2 separate regions of the Sus scrofa genome follow, and region 2 is linked to region 1. The links are chromatin contacts, called in public Hi-C maps. All regions are on one chromosome and are shown on one strand. The core of a region is the stretch at or near the end of the contact, and the rest is flanking DNA. Distances in the headings are between cores, read along the strand shown.

Region 1 (2,962 bases), core at 432-2,931:
CGGGCAGTAAAGATGAGTGATGGCGCGGAGACAAGCAGAAATACACCATCATGAAAATGCTAATGACTCCTTGCTCTCTTTCTTTATGGTTGGAGTAATACAGACTTCAATCATAAAAACAATCTCCCAACATTTTAATGGGCTCCATCATGCCCGCACTTGTCGGTATATTTGAAGAATAAATCACCCTCCCCGCTCGGAATGAATTCGCTGTCAAACTCGGCTCCCTCGGAGAAAATGGATGGGGAGCGAGGATGGAGGGGTTTTTTTGGGGGGGAGGGAGGAGTCCTCTCTCCCTCTAACTCCCTTCTAAACTGGGCTTTAGATCGTGGAGCGAGATGCCTGGATCCTGAGTGGGAGGAGGGGAGCAGTCGGGAATTGGTGGAGCTGAGCCAGAAGAGAGGGTTTGAGGCCACAAGGGGCAGGGACTGAGGGACTCCACACGTAAAGAAGCCGCACCTTGGACAGACGTGGAAGAGAGAGAGGGGCAAGAACTGTCGTGGCATTTGACGGAAGGGACAAAATCGTGACTTTGAAAGAGAAGGCCAAGAAGATGCAATAAGCGTACAAACCCGCCTTATTTTGTGTTATTTGGTCGAATTTCTGTCAGACTAGGCCTCAGAGGGAAAAGTTTGAGACATCTCTTTGAAGAAAGAGGAGGCAAAGAGGGCAAGAAACAAGCCCAGGAGTTGCGGCTCTGAGCTTGCAGGTTTCAGCGCCATGAGCTACAGGTCCACGTTGCTGAAGGGGCTGAGAGTCCCTTGGAAATTCTCATTTCCATACAGGTGGCCGTCAGCCAATGAAAACTTGGGATGCGCACACTGCGAGCAGCCAATCCCAGTTAAGGATGAGCCAAGCTGCCAGGCCTAATTGCATCTTGATTGGTTGTGATGTTGCTAGGCAGAAATGGGGACCTGGAGATTGATGCGGGCAAGACCGAAGAGACAGGTGGATATGAAAAGATCTGGAAACCTAGATTCCTGGATTGACATTTTTCTTCCTGTGCTCCTTCAGTCTTAAAGGATTAATGGGGTCAGGGAAATGACTCTCCTTTTTCTCCTCCACCGTGGGACAGAGCCAAATACTTTTCATGTCTTTTCCCCAAAATACCCTCGGAGAAGTCTGGCTCCTTCGAAGGTCTTCTAAAACAAAAACTCCCCAGGAGATATTCCACCCTCACGCTCTGTTTTCCCACTAAGGCGGTCCTTTCTGGGGCCTGCCTTCAAGCCTCCCGACTGTCGTTTAAGGTCAATTTTCTCTAACTGCTCAGAAATCGGAGAAAAATCTTGCCTCCATGTTCTTCTTTCATACCGCAAGTCTCAAAGAGCAAGAGATTTCCCTGCCTTCTAGACACTCCATCACGACCCAAGGGTGCCCCACAAACGCGGCGACGGGTCAAAGCGGCCATAACCTTTCCCCAAAGGGCTGTATGGTAGCGTTCCCAACCCCGAAGCTTCAGCGCCTTCATTTGCATCTCATTTGCATAAACCCCGTTCCCGCAGCGCCCCCTTCCAAGCCAAACTACGGGCCTCTGCCCAGCCTCGGCCCTTCTCCCCGCCACCCTGCATCAGCAGTCCCTCTCCCGGTGCCTGACTCGCCCCCCCTCGCCCTAACCCTCTCTGCAGCCCGCTCGCCCCCACCCCAGCGCACCCCCGCCAGCAGCCTCCGCTGCTGGAGACAGGGCGCCGGAGCTTCCCGCGGCTCCTGAGTCACAGCCTCCCGGGAGGCAGGAGGGGGCGGTGGGGAGAGAGGCGGGGGCTGCCGCCGGGAGCTGCGAACACGCTGGTCTGAACTAGACCGTCCGCGAACAATATGCCACCATTTAAATCTGAACGCGCGCCAGCCGCCGATTGTGATGTTAATTCGGGGATGATTTAGGGGGGCGGGACGGAGGGGGGGCCGCTGGCCGCCTCTCTGTCAAAGTGCTGTCCGGGGGCTTAATATTTGTAATTGAAGCTGATGAGGACTCCGTCTCTGTTTCCACTGATAAAAAAAGGCAGGGAGGGAAAAAGAGCAACTAAATTATGGGGCCGGGAGAAAAACATGATTAATCAAAGGTTTGAACTGTCGCCGTGTTCGAGGCCCAGTAAATCTCGCCCGGCCGGGGCCTGTGGAGGCCGGAGGATAAATCTGAGCCGCCCGTTGTTTGCCGCCCCTTTCTGTTTGCCTCTCGGTTAGCACGTCAATTAATTCGATAATTGGATTTGAAGAGATGTCAGGAGATTACTGAGGGGGAGCTGGGAGCAGTGGGTGTGCAGGAAGGGGCCCGGGGATGGCAGGAGAGGAGAGCGCGCGGGGTCAGGTGTGAAGGGACCAGGAGGGCGGGTCCTGCCCAGGGGACACTCACCCAGCTCGCGAGGAGGAGACCCCGGCAAGGGGAGAGGGGCGGCTGGGCTGTGCGTTCCCGTCGGCTGCGGTTCCCAGCCCCCCTCCCCACACACCCGTCCCTCTAAGAAGCTTTCCTATATTTTCTCGGTTCTGCCCTGGTGCCATCACCCCTTTCCCAGTTCTGTTCTCCATTTGATGGGTGTCCCTGTGTGAATTCATTTGTAACTCTTATGCTGGTTTGTAAACTAAGTTAACGATTCCTTGGGTCCCTCTTCTGGTTCACTCTATCTGACCCAGAGATCCCCCTTCGCAGAGACGGGGGTTCCCAGAAAGGCAGGTGCCAAGACTTCCTTTTGAATCCCTACCCACAGTGGCCAGAACAGGATTTTTTATCCTCACCAAATATTCCTCCTCTCCCCCCATCCCCGTCCTCCCCACTCCCCAACACACACTTAGAATTAATGACCTACAATCAAAGCTACATTCTGCTTAAGGAAAATACATTTACCAACACATCACATACGCATGAAGACTGACCCTAAACTTACAGAAGCAGATGCTTCCAAAATTTAGCCCTTCAGTAGCCTCAGATGGCTCCCCTAAAAGCATGGACTCATCTCCCAGAAGGGAAGTG
Region 2 (3,022 bases), core at 209-2,708, 290 kb before region 1:
CCCAGCCCCAGATCCGGGCCACTTTGAAGCATAGGTTGAGCTGTCTGGCCCAGCTTGCCCTCCTCGGGTATCAGTGCCACCCTCCCAAAGATGTGAGCTCCAAAATCAGTTCCCCAGAGTCCCGGCAAGCCCTATTCCATGGCGTGCAGGTGGCTTTTCCCCCTCATCTCACAGGGGCCTAGTGGCCTCTCTACCTACTACAATCCCAGCTTTCACCTGAAATCCTCCTGGGCAGGGCCATCCTGCCAGCCCCACTGGCTCTGGGTGGCCTCAGTCAGCATCGCCTGCCTGCCTGGCAGCCAGGTTGCGGGCTGGGTAGCTGCCCCAGTACTTTGGCCAGGGCGGCGGCAGGCAGCACCATTCCCTTCCACACAGAGACACCAGGGGCTGCTTCAGAAGGGGGTTCGTATTGTCCAGATCCCACTCAGCAAACCCCCCCCCCCAGTACTGGGCTTCCTTGCAGCTTGTCCACCTCGTGCGGCTGCTCTGGAAAGAGTAGCTTATTGTAGGGAAAGGGGCTCCATCCACAGACCTAAAACTGGGAGGAAACCCAGATTGGAGAAAGGGGGCCCTTAGAGCGCTCTGGTCTATAAGTCCAGTCCCCAGTGCAGTCAATAAAAAGATAAGCAGTCAGCGGGTGGATACCCTCAGCGGTTCAAGGCTGAGCCGGCAAGGATTGCTCTTTTTTGCACAAATCTCTCCCTTAGAGCAATGCCGCTGAGTTTAATAATCCCTTTAATATGCTTGGGGATTTTCAGGCCAGTGGTTTATTCTGCATCCCGGGACAACTCCCATCCCCAGCCAGGGAACTAGAAGGAAAAAGCACTGTCAGTTCTCAGCCCCCATTTCTCCTCAGCCCCCAAAGCCCTAGGTCCCAGGTCAGGCCACCTAAGAGGAAGATGCCCTGAGGTTCCTCTGGCCCCTGGACAGGATGGGGAGGGACAAGGGCAGCCCCTCTGCCCCCCGCAGCCCCACCCTCCTTCCTCCACGGAGGGATTGTCCCTGGAGGCTAGCAACGAGACCCCATTTCTCCCCATAAAAGCCCCATTTTACGAGCCAGTTTCACTGGACCCCTCACCAAGTGCTCTAAAATGAAGGAAATGTCTTAAAAGCAGTCTGGAAATGGAGCCGCTACCACTGGACCTTGGTTTCCAAACCCAGTTGCAGCAGCACAGAAAATGCCTCTTCCGGGCAGGACTGCCCTGCTGGGCCACCCGGATCTCCGACCTCTCGGCCCAGCAGAGGCCCAGTTGGCCCAAGCCGCCATTCTCCAGCTTTAGCGCCTACTTAGGCTCGGACCCAGTCCGCGCAGATCAAAGTGAGCTCGCGGCATTTTTATGAGATCAACTTCAGTGGCTCTTTACTTGTAATCAGACGCCTGGGCCGAAAATGCAAAAGGGAACAGCCCAGCAATCCAAAAAGGAATAAGGGAGAGAGAGAGAGAGAGAGAGAGAGAGAGAGAGAGAGAGAGAGAGAGAGAGAGAAAGAAGGACAGAGAGAGACGGGGGGGGGGGTGCGTGAAAAAATTCAGGTGACACATAATAAGAAGATTCTGGTCATCAACCAAAAAGACCCTTTGCCTGTGTCAAGAATGGTTTGTGGGTCTGTCCCTGTCTTCAGGCCCTACCATTTGCCTACAGATTTCTCCCCCGATTTGGGGGGCCCGGGAAGCCTGACTCGGCTGTGTGCTGAAGCTTGATCCAAAAGCTTCCACAGTGTGGACCTGCCATGTGGGGTGAGTGTGGCCGCCTGCACTCACTTGCCCCAGCGGGAAATTCGCCTTCTGCTCATGATTTAAAAGTCTCCCATTTTGCTGCTCTCCTCTCTGCGGTCTCCGTGCTTCTCCCATCACACTACAGCCAGAAGTTGAGTTACAGGAAGATTCGCCAGAGATTTATCGCCTGGCCCCAAACTTGGAGAGCCTCATTGTCATAAACAGCCGTCTATTGTCTAGACTTTTATCTCCGGGTATGGATCGTGCATTACTGAGGCTCAGGAGACCCAGGCCTGGCTCTGTGGGGTGTGTGCCTGGCTCTGTGTGGTGTGTGCGAAGCTCAGTGCTTGCTCCCCCCACCTCCACCAGCCCCCAGGGGTTTCTGTAGGTAGGTTTAGGAGGGGACACAAAAGTGTGTGTGCTCTTGGAGCTGGGCAGGTACACCTGAGTGTCCAAGGATGGGGGCTGGAAATGGGGACGCGTCTTCTATGCCTGGGAACATTCTGGTGCATGTACTTATGTGTTGGGTGAGAATTTGTCACGGTATGCTTTGTTTCTGGGGCATTTTAAGTGTTCCTGTCTGGGGCTTTTGCGGGTTTTATTAACCTGCATCCGCTTGGCTTGTTTATGTTCCTTCGAAGTGGATCATCTGGTGTTTTTCAATATTGGGCCCATTGTGTGTGTGTGTGTGTGTGTGTGTGTGTGTGTGTGCGCGCGTGCATGCGTGCGCTCGCCCACGTGCATGTCTTTGGCTTTTCTGAGAAAATGGGTTTGGATGATACCTTTCCAGTGTCCTCAGATTCCTTCACCCTCCCTAAATCACACCTCAGCTTCTGCCTTCAGGACAGCAGCCTCTGGCCCTGCTCCACTCGCTGCAAGTCCCTAAATCTCCCACGTGGCTACCAATTTTCTGTCACAGACACAAAAACACATTTTTTCAGGATGAGGTCTGGCTATCTCTGTCTCTCCCACACCAGGGGGAAATGTCCCCGCTTGTAAACTCCCTCCATTCCTGGGACTCCCCCTCCCAGAGCCAAGGGGGACCTCAGAAAGGGCTTCCCCAGTCCATTCTGACCTTTAAAAATATTTTCCTCAGAACTCTAGATAATGCCAGAGAGGGCCTGCCACTCTCTCCCTGGGGCTTGGTGACAGCAAACATCCTCATCCTGGCCACAGTCTCAGCCCCTTGAGCCCAGGCAGTAGGACACTGGCCCAGCTTAAATGTCCCTGGGAGAGACACTTAGCACCTTAGATCTCGGGGTCAGAGGCTGTTTTGGAAAGCCAGGATCCTTTAACACCAGCAGAAAT

Evidence for each region. A called contact is a pair of places that touch in the nucleus more often than the background predicts.
Region 2: a Hi-C map of epiblast stem cells shows a contact between it and region 1, with 3 times the contacts expected there. The contact joins the promoter of HOXC11 here to the enhancer-like site in region 1. A contact is called at or near these places in 6 of 47 Hi-C or Micro-C datasets (embryonic fibroblasts, epiblast stem cells, fetal skeletal muscle and 2 more).

What each region holds. Positions count from the first base shown.
Region 1 is chr5:18,894,775-18,897,736 of Sscrofa11.1, reverse strand. No RefSeq gene overlaps it. Among named protein-coding and RNA genes, the nearest start is that of ATP5G2, 16 kb to the right of the region's middle. Within about 2 kb of position 1,681, at least 34 of the 83 cell types and tissues checked have an H3K27ac peak or open chromatin away from gene starts, as enhancers often do. A contact at or near this core is called in epiblast stem cells, where this site is marked.
Region 2 is chr5:19,180,016-19,183,037 of Sscrofa11.1, reverse strand. It overlaps HOXC11 (homeobox protein Hox-C11), which reads right to left and starts at 1,458. Exons shown (of 2, transcript XM_021091724.1): 1 at 1-1,458. LOC110260667 (a long non-coding RNA gene) reads left to right here and starts at 1,515. Exons shown (of 3, transcript XR_002343964.1): 1 at 1,515-3,022.